2 separate regions of the Mus musculus genome follow, and region 1 is linked to region 2. Evidence: chromatin contacts called from public Hi-C data. All regions are on one chromosome and are shown on one strand. Each heading gives the region's core, a stretch centred on a gene start, on an enhancer-like site or on the middle of the called end of the contact. The rest is flanking DNA. Distances are from core to core; before and after follow the strand shown. Region 1 overlaps Cdkl3 (cyclin-dependent kinase-like 3). Region 2 has its middle 43 kb from the start of Sar1b.

Evidence for each region. Hi-C and Micro-C count contacts between places; a contact is called where the count stands out from the background.
Region 1: a Hi-C map of bone marrow-derived macrophages shows a contact between it and region 2, with 21 read pairs. The contact joins two enhancer-like sites. A contact is called at or near these places in 1 of 15 datasets of contacts at CTCF or cohesin (CD8 T cells), 1 of 484 Hi-C or Micro-C datasets (bone marrow-derived macrophages) and 2 of 9 other capture datasets (adipose tissue and liver).

Annotation. Positions count from the first base shown.
Region 1 is chr11:52,024,474-52,031,634 of GRCm38.p6, forward strand. Cdkl3 (cyclin-dependent kinase-like 3) reads left to right here. Exons shown (of 14, transcript NM_001166654.1): 7 at 1,366-1,454; 8 at 2,286-2,445; 9 at 2,540-2,868; 10 at 5,369-5,462. Among named protein-coding and RNA genes, the nearest start is that of Cdkl3, 24 kb to the left of the region's middle. Within about 2 kb of position 5,063, at least 7 of the 459 cell types and tissues checked have an H3K27ac peak or open chromatin away from gene starts, as enhancers often do. A contact at or near this core is called in bone marrow-derived macrophages, where this site is marked.
Region 2 is chr11:51,802,879-51,810,229 of GRCm38.p6, forward strand. No RefSeq gene overlaps it. Among named protein-coding and RNA genes, the nearest start is that of Sar1b, 43 kb to the left of the region's middle. Within about 2 kb of position 2,488, at least 254 of the 459 cell types and tissues checked have an H3K27ac peak or open chromatin away from gene starts, as enhancers often do. A contact at or near this core is called in bone marrow-derived macrophages, where this site is marked.

The DNA of each region.
Region 1 (7,161 bases), core at 3,813-6,312, 220 kb after region 2:
CTGCACATGTGAGCTCATACATACATCACACAAACATACACAGTTAGTTTCACTTTGTGAATGTCTGTTGGGGTAACAAAGCCAACCAAACAAAAAACGGTGGCATGCAGTCCTCCCGTCTTACCATTTGTACGGACAGCCTTCTAACGCTGTGGGCACTGCTGTGCGGCAGAGCAGTAGAGCTGTTAGTTTATACTGTGCATTTGCATGGTACCAGAAGCATCTTTTTATATCTTCATTCTGGTCCTTCTACATACATTTTTAGGTAGGAACCAGCAAGATGGGTGGACAGGTCTTAATGCTTGCTGCAAGCCTGGCAGTGTTAATTTCTTCCCAGGAGCCCACATAAAGGTGGAGAGAGAGAACCAGTCCCACTGTGTTGTCGTTATAAATTCCACACACGTGCTGGGGCAGGCCTCCTCACCAGTGACAAATAGTACTAACCATTAGAAAGATGTCAGACAGATGGTTTAACATCTCAGGGTAACAATGCCTGTGATGTGAGCTGTAAAGAACTGTGGAAAGGTCTTCGCTTGGGAGAATGTACTTTATTCAAGCCGACACCTTTTACTCAAATCCTGACTTCACTGTTGTGAAGAATGGGTTCTCTGGAATGACACTTACAGATGGATCACTGTCTGCAGCTTCCTGCTCACAACCTGTCCCAGGAGTTGACTTTGGTTCTTGATGGTTTCCTCAGCTAAACCATTCCCAGGGCAGAGAAACAGAGAAGAACTGTTCATGGATTTTATTTTATTTTATTTTATTTTATTTTATTTTATTTTATTTTATTTTATTTTATTTTATGTGTATTGATGTTTGCTTGCTTGCATGTGTGTGTACCATGTATGTTTGGTGTCTGCAGAGACCAGAAAGGGGATTTTTATGGAAGGCCTGAATTCAATCCCTAGATCCTACAAGGTGACGAGAGAAAGCCCACAACAGAGCTGTTTTCTGGCCTCCTTGTGTGACCATGGGATGCACATGCTGACATTCACACAAAATAGTAACTTTTAAAAGTTGCTAGAGCTGGGCATGGTGGCGCACACCTTCAGTCCCAGCACTTGGGAGGCAGAGGCAGGCGGATTTCTGAGTTTGAGGCCACTCTGGTCTACAGAGTGAGTTCCAGGACAGCCAGGGCTACACGGAAAAACCCTGTCTCCGAAAAACAAACAAACAAACATAAAAGGTGCAAGAGTAAATTTCCTAGATAACTTAGTGGTCAGAATTTCCTGTTAGAAACCTGCTTGTTTACAGACTCTGTTAGCTCTGGGTAATAACTTTGTCATATGTCAAATGTTAAAGACTTGATTTTAGGGGCAGAACCAAAAACCTCATCTTTTATTAGACTTTTTTCTTTTTTAGGCTTGTTTACAAATTGATCCTGCTGAGAGGACATCATCTACTGATCTTTTGCGTCACGATTACTTTACTAGAGATGGATTTATTGAGAAGTAAGCATTTGGGGTCTTTCTAGTATTTTATATTAGGGGACTTACTAGAAGGGAAATCACTAGACAGAGCAATGTTACAAAACACAAATATTCAATTTAACAGAAGCCTAAGGGGGTTACTACGTCAGGTACTGCCCAGGTACATGGTAGGCAGCTAGCTTTTGTCACAGGGCTACAGGATTTGGCAGTGTACTACGATCCCATGCTACAGCTGCAGTTTCACCTCAGACTAGAGACCATGTTTAATTCAAGAGCTTTTTAAGGGTTGATGTCATTTACCTTTAAAGGGTTTATTTTATGTACGCACATGTGCATGTGTGGAAGGAGGCCTGTGTAAATGAGAAGAACAGTAGAGCTCCCAGAGGTGGAGTTAGAGACGCTGTGAGCCCCCTAACACGAGTGCTGCAACTCGAACTCTGTGTCAGTCTAAAGACGTGAAGAGTTTCTGTAGCAAAACTCAAAGTGACGTTTCAATAGATCCACGTCTCAAAGGGAATCTGATGTAAGTCTGTTTTATAAGTTTTATGTGGTAGATTTCCCCAGCAAAATGTCCGTAAGATCTGCTGCCTGCACACACTTATTATAAGGTAAATAGTTACACCATCTTGGCTGGATATGGTGACGCCTGTCATCCTAGCACTCAGGAAGATGAAGCTTGATACCAACTTAGGCCACACAATGAGATCCTGTCACAAACAAACAAACAAATAAAAACAGTGCCTTCTCTTGGCACCAGTTACTATTATACAGCATCTTAATGCTTGATTGAATGCTTCTATTAAAATAAACCATATAGAAAAGATGATTGCTTAATATTGCTTGATTCATCAGATTCATACCAGAGCTGAGAGCTAAATTATTACAGGAAGCAAAGGTTAATTCATTTATAAAGCCAAAAGAGAATTTTAAAGAAAATGAACCTGTGAGAGATGAGAAGAAATCAGTTTTTACCAACACCCTGCTCTATGGAAATCCATCACTTTATGGCAAGGTGAGCTCCTCCTTGCCCTTTCGTTTCAGCCTGTGTAGCTGCACAGGCTTAGGACGCTAATGACAGCAGATTCTCTACATCTCTCCTCTTCTAGGAAGTGGACAGAGACAAAAGGGCCAAGGAGCTCAAAGTCAGAGTCATTAAGGCCAAAGGGGGCAAAGGAGATGTCCCAGACCAGAAGAAGCCAGAGTATGAAGGCGACCACCGCCAGCAGGGCACAGCTGATGACACACAGCCCTCATCACTGGACAAGAAGCCTTCTGTCTTGGAACTGACAAACCCTCTCAATCCCAGTGAGAATTCTGACGGTGTCAAAGAAGACCCACACGCTGGGGGTTGTATGATAATGCCACCTATCAACCTGACAAGCAGTAATTTGTTGGCCGCAAATCTCAGTTCAAACCTTTCCCACCCCAATTCACGGTGAGCTAGAGTGAGAGGAGACTTGATTAAGTCAACTGTCCTCCTGTCTGGTGCATTGCAGGCCACTTGGACAGTGACAGTGTAGGCCAACTCTGAAAAGGGTCTTCTCGGGTAGCAATCGTGTAGTAGCAGGGCATTCACTGAGGAGTTCTTGGGAATGTTGTTAAATGAGAAGTTTTTTTCTTATTTATATAGGTATTAAACTTTTTTTTTTTGAGACAAATTGCCACAGAGTCCAGACTATCCTAGAACTTGCTTTGTAACCCAAACTGGCCTCAGATAGTGGTCTCCCAGCCTCAGCCTCCTCAGAGATGGGATTGCAGATGTATGCCATCATGACCAACTTAGATATTTAATTGCTCACTGATATCTTTGGGATAGACTTAAAAATAATTATTTTGCCGGGCATGGTGGCGCACGCCTTTAATCCCAGTACTCAGGAGGCAGAGGCAGGCGGATTTCTGAGTTTGAGGCCAGCCTGGCCTACAAAGTGAGTTCCAGGACAGCCAGGGCTATACAGAGAAACCCTGTCTCGAAAAACCAAAAAAAAAAAAAAAATGTCTGTATGTGTCCCTAAGTATTCGTATGAGCACCACCACATTCATTCAGTGTCTATGAAGGCCATGGGGCATCCCCTGGAGCTGCACTTACAGGCTATCGTGAGCCACCCAATATGGGTGCTAGGAACTGAACCCAGGTCCTGTGCATGGACAGTACTCTCAATGGCTGAGCCTGGAATATCTTTTTTAAAGAAAAATATCTTCTATTTGAAGAGAAAAGGGATGGTTTCACTTAAGTTTTTGGCATCCATGTGCCTTGGTGTGTTAGTCTACTTAGTATTGCTATGCCAATAACTGATACTGTATGGACATAGGCTGCTTCATAGCGTTGTCTGGCTCATGGTTATAGTGACTGGAGCATCCAGCAGCGTGATGCCACTGCTCTGGCAAGGGCTCCTTGGCTGTTTTACATCATAGCAAAGGAGGAGGCAAGAAACTGACCACATGTAGGAATAACGTGTGTGCCAGTACAGGAGAAAGATTTCAGGGAAGGTGCCAGGGTCCTTTATAAAGACACTCTTTTTTTTTTTTTTTTTTTTTTTTTTTGGTTTTTCGAGACAGGGTTTCTCTGTGTAGCCCTGGCTGTCCTGGAACTCACTCTGTAGACCAGGCTGGCCTCGAACTTAGAAATCCGCCTGCCTCTGCCTCCCAAGTGCTGGGATTAAAGGCATGGGTCACCACGCCCGGCCTAGAGAAATTATATTCTTTTTTTTTAAGATTTATTTATTATGTATATGTAAGTACACTGTAGCTGCCTTCAGACACTCTCATTATGGGTGGTTGTAAGCCACCATGTGGTTGCTGGGATTTGCACTCAGGACCTTCAGAAGAGCAGTCAGTGCTCTTAACCATCTGAGCCATCTCTCCCGCCCCAAGACCCTCTTTTATGGAGCATCCCTCAAGTGCAAGAATGCCTCCTAAGGAAAAGATCATCAATCCATCTTGAGATTTAGTCACCTCCTTTTTGAGAGTCCTCACCACTTGCAGGCTCCACCCCTCTCACCACAGCACACTGGGAACAAAATTCCAGTATTCGGACCATTGGAGGGCAAACTATATCTAACCATAGCACTCAGTACTGCAAAGATAGCTTTATTTCTGCCTCATAGCAGATTCTCTCAATGGAGAAAGAATAGTCCAGAATAAGGCCTTCATAGCAAATAGCCTTTCAGTTGTCAGGCTGTTGGTAGGAAAGCAGTGTCAGGCCAGTTGTAGGTTTAGAGCCTCTGCTGCAGATTGAGAGACTGATAGTGAGGTTGCTGGGGTTGGGGACTGGTGAGAGACAGTGTAGACATCAGGTCTTTTTGCAGACTTACACTAGAAGGTACCAATGGCCCAACCAGAGGCCGGCAGACTGACTTAGGCTATGGGCTGTGAGGATGAGCAGTCTGTCTGGATCAGCCAGTGGACTTGTCTGTAAGTCCAAAGGCACATTGGACCACAGGTTGCAGTAACCTAAGTGTTCTTGAGGTGATCTCTGAGATGCACTGCCAGTAAACCATGGTTGTAAGCCAGTCTCAGACAAGTCTAAAAATGCAGAACTCCAGAAGTTAAATGGTCCGAGTTTAGAATAGGTACAGGGAACAAATGGGCCCCAAGAGTCATTTCCTGACGTCTTCACCAGCAGTTAGTCACGCAATGCTTGTCCTGGTCTAGAGTTCTCAGAACTTCAGACTCAAAAGTGTTTTCTGAGACTCAGTGTTCTAATAGTATCGAGGCTAGCCTGGTCTACAAAGTGAGCTTCAGGACAGCTAGGGCTACACAGAGAAACCCTGTCTCTAAATAAATAAATAAATATCCTCAGCCAGCCACTTGAGTGCCAATGTTCTTGGTGTTTATAGCCTGGCCCACTGTATATAACTTACTTACTTGTTCTTAACACTAACAGAAGGACAATTCTGGGAGGTTCTAATCACTTCTCATTTATTTTTAATTAATAGGTTAACTGAAAGAACAAAAAAGAGACGCACTTCTTCACAAACTATTGGACAGACTTTGTCTAATAGCAGACAAGAGGACACAGGTCCCACACAAGTAAGACAAGATACTAGTATTAAAATACGAACTTTGGGCTGGGGAAATGTCTCGGTGTGTAAAGTGCTAGGCGAGCAAGCACAAGGCTTGGAATCTGGATCCACAACACCTTGTGAAAACCTGGGCACGGCAGTCCATGCCTGTGAGCCCAATGCTGAGGAGTCAGAGAGGAGGGTCCTGTAGTCCATGCCTGTGAGCCCAACACTGGGGAGTCAGAGAGGAGGGTCCTGTAGTCCATGCCTGTGAGCCCAACACTGGGGAGTCAGAGAGGAGGGTCCTGTAGGCCATGCCTGTGAGCCCAACACTGGGGAGTCAGAGAGGAGGGTCCTGTAGTCCATGCCTGTGAGCCCAACACTGGGGAGTCAGAGAGGAGGGTCCTGTAGGCCATGCCTGTGAGCCCAACACTGGGGAGTCAGAGAGGAGGGTCCTGTAGTCCATGCCTGTGAGCCCAATGCTGAGGAGTCAGAGAGGAGGGTCCTGTAGGCCATGCCTGTGAGCCCAACACTGGGGAGTCAGAGAGGAGGGTCCTGTAGGCCATGCCTGTGAGCCCAACGCTGGGGAGTCAGAGAGGAGGGTCCTGTAGGCCATGCCTGTGAGCCCAACACTGGGGAGTCAGAGAGGAGGGTCCTGTAGGCCATGCCTGTGAGTCCAATGCTGATGAGTCAGAGAGGAGGGTCCTGTAGGCCATGCCTGTGAGCCCAACGCTGGGGAGTCAGAGAGGAGGGTCCTGTAGTCCATGCCTGTGAGCCCAACGCTGGGGAGTCAGAGAGGAGGGTCCTGTAGTCCATGCCTGTGAGCCCAACGCTGGGGAGTCAGAGAGGAGGGTCCTGTAGTCCATGCCTGTGAGCCCAACACTGGGGAGTCAGAGAGGAGGGTCCTGTAGTCCATGCCTGTGAGCCCAACACTGGGGAGTCAGAGAGGAGGGTCCTGTAGGCCATGCCTGTGAGCCCAACACTGGGGAGTCAGAGAGGAGGGTCCTGTAGGCCATGCCTGTGAGCCCAACACTGGGGAGTCAGAGAGGAGGGTCCTGTAGGCCATGCCTGTGAGCCCAACGCTGGGGAGTCAGAGAGGAGGGTCCTGTAGTCCATGCCTGTGAGCCCAATGCTGAGGAGTCAGAGAGGAGGGTCCAATCCAGCCAAATCAATGAGCTCCCGGTAGATTGAGAAACCTTGTCTTCAAAAATAAGGTCAGAGCTATCCAGAAAGACATCCACTGTAACCTCTGGATTCCATAAGCTTGTGCATGTACACCCTCACACACATGTACACATGTCAGAGCATGAACACACAAACATGCAATGAATACGTTAATAAAATATGGCCTCTTTAAACATCTATCTTTTTTTCTGTAAGTTCTCACATTAAAAAAAAAATCCCTTTCAGGGCTGGAGAGATGGCTCAGCAGTTAAGAGCATGGGCAGCTCTTGCAGAGGACCTGAGTTCAGTTCCCAGCACCCACATGGCAGCTCACAGCTGTCTGTAACCCCAGTTCTAGAGGATCTGGATCTCACACAGACATACATGCAGGCAAAACACCAATGTATGCAAAATAAATCTTTGAAAAACATTCTCTCCCTCCTATCCTTTCTCCCATTTTTCCCTTCTTTCTTACCTGTGTTGGAACTAGTCCAAGATTTTGCAGGGACCAAGCGAGCATTTTTCTTTTAGATGTATTTTATTTTATATGTGATTACCTACTG
Region 2 (7,351 bases), core at 1,238-3,737:
CTTCCCCGGCATGGTGGTATTAAATCCTTCTTCCCTGGCTTCCCTTGCCCGGGAAATCTAAAGTCTTGCCTCCGTCTCCCTGCCTACTAGTCACCGGCAACTTTATTTACCAATTAGAAATAACTGGGGACCGGGACCCGCAGCGTCTTACACGGAGGAGTCTCCGTTCTTGAGCAATTTGGGAACCCATAGTGCAAGCATTAAACCAAATCCACCACGCTCTCCTCTCATCTTGTGAATTCTGACGTCAAACTCAGGTCATCAGGCTTGGCAGCACCGTTACCGCTAAGCCGCCGGCCCTCACCTGTTTCTCTTTTCTTTTCTTTTCTCTTCTTTTCTTTTCTTTTCTTTTCTTTTCTTTTCTTTTCTTTTCTTTTCTTTATTTATTTATTATATGTAAGTACACTGTAGCTGTCTTCAGGCACTCCAGAAGATGGCATCAGATTTTGTTACGGATGGTTGTGAGCCACCATGTGGTTGCTGGGATTTGAACTCAGGACTTTTGGAAGAGCAGTCAGCGCTCTTAACCGCTAAGCCATCTCACCAGCCCCTTCTCTTCTCTTCTCTTCTCTTCTCTTCTCTTCTCTTCTCTTCTCTTCTCTTCTCTTCTCTTCTTCTCTTCTTCTCTTCTTTTTTTTTTGTTTTTTGTTTTTGTTTTTTTGTTTTTGTTTTTCAAAACAGGGTTTCTCTGTATATCTGTATAGCCCTGGTTGTCCTGGAACTCACTTTGTAGACCAGGATGGCCTCGAACTCAGAAATCTGCCTGCCTCTGCCTCCCGAGTGCTGGGATTAAAGGTGTGTGCCACCGCCACCGCCACCGCCCAGCCCTCACCCATTTCTTACCCACCATAAGTTCTTTAGGTTCAGTACTGATTCCAACACGAACCTTGTATGACACTTGTTTTCTAAGCTAAGATTAGAGCCATCGTCCACAAGGCTCACAGACTAGCAGACCAGAAAAGCTTATTTGGAGTCAGGACTATCCTCAAAATGGCAGACTGGCCTTTGAGCTTACACACTGACACGTGTGTGGTACTGTGGGAACTCTGGTCTGAAGTAAAACTAGAACATACGCTAGGCTGAACACAGTTCAGTCGTAGAACAGAAACATGACTAAGGCTCTGGGTTCGATCCCCAGCAAAATACAAATAAAAATACAAAAGTAATAAGTGACTATGTTACAGACAAGCTGAAGTTACTGAAACAGAGGCAATGTCTACCTGAGAAGCACCTGACTGAGCCCTGAGGTGAGACTCTTGATACAGCTGAGATCATATCTGACCAGTCTTCATATTAACCCCTGGCCTGGGACTGGCTAGGCCTGAACAAGATGGTGCAGTCCATCCCATGTGCAGGGTATAGTAGAGGCACAGGAAAGGTCACCCTGGAAATGACTGCATTCAGAAAGGTGGCGGCAAGATGCTTCGACTGTTAGAAAATTGCTTCATGGCTGCCTAGTCAAACTGAACTGGACTAGATGTTTATGCTGTGAGGACCCTAGAGGATCGTGAATAGGATGCATTTGGGAGGCTGGCAGCTCACGATTGTAATCCTGTGACCCTAACAGTCTTTACAGGTGAAGCTGGTCTAGAGACTCGTCTCTGACTACTCTCAGGCTATTGAAACAAATGAAACAAGGGTCCCAAGAAGGAAAAGGTTGCAAGCCCTGGTGCTGGCTGAAGGAAGAACTTGCCTCCTGGAGAGAGATTTAATTCTGACAACTGTTAGCCCACCTGAGAGGACAGACAATGATGGGTCAGGGATGGGTGGACCACACTTTGACCACAATGGCTTAGTTAAGCATGCTTCCTTCTTGCTTTCTATTCAAACCTAAACCTCATGTCAGGGCTGAAGATGGATTTTGGGCTGGGGGTGGAGGTCACTAAAGCTCTCTATCTGCTTCTCTTCCCAATGTGGCCACACCAACTAAATCTCCTTTGTCTGTTTTCACTAATGTCTATGTATTTAATGTACTGTGGATGAGTGGCAGAGCCTGTGGTGTTAGCCCTGTCAGAGCTCAGGCTTTGACCAGAATTACTCTACTCACAATCCCAGTATTGCCACAAGTTTAAGACTAGCCTGATGGGCTGGAGAAATGGCTCAGAGGTTAAGAGCACTGACTGCCCTTCCAGAGGTCCTCAGTTCAATTCCCAGCAACCACATGATGGCTCACAACCATCTGTAATGGGATCTGATGCCCTCTTCTGGGGTGTCTTTAGACAGCTACAGTGTACTCACGTACTTTAAATAAATAAATGAATCTTAAAAAAAAAAAAAAAAGACTAGCCTGAGTGAGACCTTATGGGGAGAGAGGGAGGGTTCCAGCTGCTGGAACTGAAGAGAAGGCTCAGTGCTTAAGTGAACTTGCTGCTCTTGGTTCTGGCACTAAAGAGTCCAACATCCACTTCAGTTCTCAGGTTTCTGTGAACATCAAGTGAGAGTTTCCTGCCAAAAGACTACATTTCCCATCGTCCCTTGCAGCCAGACCAAGGAGTTCCTGGAAGGGTGGGACTACAATGTAGCTGGTAGTTGTTTCCGCCTCACAAGGAACTGGAGTACTGTCTTCTGTAGGCATTTTGGCCACCCAGACGTGGGTGATGAAATGCTTCTTCACTGTGAATAAACACGGTCTCACTTAAGGTCCGACCAAACCTCGCTCTTACCCCCTTCAACCTCTCTACAGGAAGTAACCTGACACCAAGCACGTACAGGTGCACGTACATGAGGGCAAAACACTCATACACATGAAATAAAAATAAATAGTACCTAAAAAAACCCCTTCAGCTGTTGCTTAGGCCAACACATACCTACAGCAGCCTTGTCCGCCCACGGATCCTGGCAGGTGCCCAGCTGGGGACACTGTGGAGTCTCTAGTTAGGACGAAGAGTCTCACCTGGGGAGTTGAATTTAACTCAGAGGAGGCATTCTGGCCGCACGCCCCACTCCCCACCCCCTTTCTCTTCCTCCTGCCCGGGATTGGAGAGCCTGGCTACAGGCTTGTGTGGTCCAACTTCTCTCCTTAGAAAGTTGTAAGAAAGCCGCACGGTGGTGGTGCTTACTTTTAAGTCCAGCACTCAGGAGGTAGCGGCAGATATCTCTCTGTGGGTCTGAGGCCAGCCTGACACACAGTGAGTTCCAGGACCGCCAGGGCCACACAGAGAAACCCTGTCTCCAAAAACAAGTAAACAAGAGACACCCACTTCTGCCACATGGGCTCTGACTCCCTCTCTTCAGAGCCGTCTGACTGTCCATGGCATTTAGTAAGTCTTATGGCCTCCAAGTACAATTTCTGTCTCAGTGTCCTGTATCATATGTGAGAGAATTGAGGGGTGGGGATTAGGAATCGTCTACCCTGCTCCTCCTTAGCTCCCACAAACTAGCCAAAGTTGGATTCCACCAAAGTTCAGCCTAGGGAGCCAATGACTTCACTAAAGTTACTCACAGAGTAAGGATGAGGGGGTTGCAAAGGAGTATGGGTGATCTCTGAGAAGCGGCACTAGAAGGTGGGCACAAAAATGAATGGCTTCTGTGGTTGTATACATGGAGCCCCCTTCTTTCAGGTCTTCCAAGCCCCTCCTGAAACCCCCAAGGCCACACACAGTTAGGAAAGAACACAATTATGATCAGCTAGAAGGAGTATCTGGATAGTCAGGTGAAGGTCCCAAGACCCTCCATCCCTCCTCCCATGGGGAAACCTCAACAGCCAACAAGCTCAGCTATGCCTTTGGTTGTTTAATGATATTTTGCAGAGAAACCCATCAGCATGTCTGAAGGCAGCAGCCCTTTGTCTTGGAAAACAATCCTTTATAACAACAGCCAAGACCTTTCTGGAGACAGGAAGATGATTCTTCAGCAAGGAGTGGCCAGAAGCTGTGGCTGGAGGCAAGAGCTACGTCTTTGCAGCCCAATATCCCAAACAACTGATACCAGAACCAACTAGCCCCTTGGATTCTGCAAATAGCAGTGGGTAATGGGTGTTATGGGTGGTTTTTTGTTTTGCTTTGTTTTGTTTTGTTTTTTGTTTTTTTTTTTAAAGATTTATTTATTTATTATATGTAAGTATACTGTAGCTGTCTTCAGACACTCCAGAAGAGGGAGTCAGATCTTGTTACAGATGGTTGTGAGCCACCATGTGGTTGCTGGGATTTGAACTCCAGACCTTTGGAAGAGCAGTCGGGTGCTCTTACCCACTGAGCCATCTCACCAGCCCCTTGTTTTGTTTTTCAACAAGCTACTTTTCTCCCTTGTTTTCCTCTGCACATCTCTGGCTGACCTTCTGAGTCTCAAGTTGATCATAGCAGTCAATCCCTAATCCAGATTCCTTTCCCTGACCTGCTCTCAGGTTACAAGGTTTCAGGTGCCCTGGTGACCACAGCTGAGGAAGGCCCGAGCCACTCAGAAGGCTGGCAGCTGGGTCTCTTTGGCGCAAGCAGCTGACTGTCACATACACCTCGTCTCTCATCCCCACCAGCTGTTTCTAACTAGCCCCTGTCAGGAAACTGCACAAGGCTGGTACCTGCCCTAACCCCAGACCACAGTTGTCCTGGCAGGCTTATGAAGAACTCAAAAACAAACAGGGCTGGCTACCAGCTCAGATTCCAGGAAGTGCAAGTTGGTAAACCCGGTTCCTCTGGGCAACCGCCAGGTCGCTAGCATTCTTTCCCTCAAGACCTTTGGAAAATCATCAATTTGTCTGCTTTGTAAGAATGTGGTGTTAAAGGGGCTGGGAAGCTGGCTCAGCGAGCAGGTACAGACATGGTCTGCTCTTGTGGCGGCTCCTTTGGCTCTCAGCGTCCACTTGGGGCAGAGTACAACTCTCTGTAACTCCAGCTCCGAGTGACCTGAAACCCTAGGCACAGGGAGCATGTGTGCCCACACCCACACGTTGTTGATCATATGTATGATCAAAAGAGAAAACAAATCCACATTTTAAAAAGGATTTGGCTGTTAGGGTGCAGCCCAGGCCGCTGCTCAGGCCTCTTTCCGGCAGCAGCCTTGCCCTCTTACACAGACCAACTCTGGCTAACAGACTTCCAGAGACCCAGTTTGCACCTGGCAATTGACCACACATTCTGCTCTCCACCCTTTTCCTGGCCCCTGTAAGGGAATTTGAGAGTCTTGCAGTAAAACCACTCCCACCCTCAGAACACTAAGAGAAGACCCCCTCCTGCTTCTGCTATGCAGACCCTGATTCCTGTCTTCGGAGCCCCCATCCTGATGTCTGTAGTGCTGACTGTCTGCCATGGCAGGAATTAATTCTTCTAATAAACTTTGACCTCAGCAATCCATCTCAGTGGGCTTAAATCCACCTCTAGGTGATCTCTTGGCCACCCTGGATAAAAAGATCCAGGCAGGCATTTAGCAAACGAGGAGACGGCAGCTCCGAAGGGCCAGAGCGCAGGCCTGCACTTCTCCAGGAGCTCGAGGCCCACAGGACTCTTTATTTCTAGCGCATTCATAGTAGAAACCCACAGTCTTCTTTCACGGTGCATTCAAACACACCCTGGACACTCCGATGGCCACATACTGTCTGGTGGAAGCTCAGCAGGGAGGGGAGAATGAGTAGAGGCTATGGACTGAATACAAACTTGTGGACCAGCACAAGATAGCCTTGAAAAGGATGCCACTCAGATCACAAGCCTCAAAACCTGCCCGAGAAGGCCAGGCCTCATGGATGTCAACCTTCAACACCTCTGGGCCCTGGTCCCTGCTTTTCTTCATCCCTCTGACATCCACACATGGCTCATCCATCCATCCATTCATTCATTCATTTAACAATATCATGTAGTTCAGGCTAGCTTCAATTTCTTTTTTTTTTTTTTTTTTATTTTTTTTAAGAATTTAGACTGACCAATTCAGAGTCTGCCATTTATTTATTTATTTATTTATTTATTTATTTATTTATTTTTCGAGACAGGGTTTCTCTGTGTAGCCCTGGCTGTCCTGGAACTCACTTTGTAGACCAGGCTGGCCTCGAACTCAGAAATCCGCCTGCCTCTGCCTCCCAAGTGCTGGGATTAAAGGCGTGCGCCACCACGCCCGGCTCTTTTTTTTTTTTTTTTTTTACTTTTTTTTTTTCCATTTTTTTATTAGGTATTTAGCTCATTTACATTTCCAATGCTATACCAAAAGTCCCCCATATCCACCCACCCCCACTCCCCTGCCCACCCACTCCCCCTTTTTGGCCCTGGTGTTCCCCTGTACTGGGGCATATAAAGTTTGCAAGTCCAATGGGCCTCTCTTTCCAGTGATGGCCGACTAGGCCATCTTTTGATATATATGCAGCTAGAGTCAAGAGCTCCGGGGTACTGGTTAGTTCATAATGTTGTTCCACCTATAGGGTTGCAGATCCCTTTAGCTCCTTGGCTACTTTCTCTAGCTCCTCCATTGGGAGCCCTATGTAGCTTCAATTTCAACATATAGCAGAGGGGGTAGCCTTGTACTCTGAGATCCTCCTGCCTCTACCCCAGTGCTGGGCTGGAACCCAGGGCTTCCTTTACTCTATCTGCTGGTATCAAGAACCAGTTTTGCAGATCAGCTCCAAACCCAGGAATGTCACACATAGGTGACACCTGTTGCCATGACAACCACATACTTTCCCACAGTCCACTTCCCACACTTACCTGGTTACCTCACAGCCTAAATAAAAGACAGACCCTTCCCACCATCTCTCCCTTTCCCTTTGTCTTTCTTTCTCCTCTTTGTCTCCAATAAACTTGTGCCACGTGGAACTGCTTTGGCCTGGTGTGGTATGTCCGCTAACACATCACTATCAGCCCCTCAGATGGTTTTAGTTCCCACCCCCTATCGTCATCCCCTAGCAATGCTGAGGATGGAACCCAGAGTCTTATGAATGTTAGGCAAGTGCTCCATGACTGATCACTTCCCCAATTAATCCTATGCTTTCAATGGACTTCTCACTTAGCAACAGATGAGTCGGGGTCCATGGAATGCTCTGATTGGGCAAAAGACCCAGGCTGCATGGATTAAAATTTACCCATCTTTTTTTTTTTTCCCTGCCTGAGTCTAGATGCCCCTAGATTAAAAGCCTTCTAAAGGACCTGGATTATTGGCTCAGAGGTTAGAAGAGCATTGTTTTCTCAGAGCACAATCTCCTTTAATCCCCGTTCTAAGAGTTCTGACGCCCTCTTCTGGCCTCTGTGGGCACCAGGGATGTGTGTGATATGTGGTGCACATATTTATATGCAGTCAACACACACACATCTGAAAGAAGAAGAAGAAAAAAAAGCAGCAGCTCTCATCTGGTGTGGCCTGGTGTCACGGTGGTTTGAATGGAAATGCCCTCCATAGGCTCATATATTTGAATGCTTGGTCCCCAGTCAATGATGAT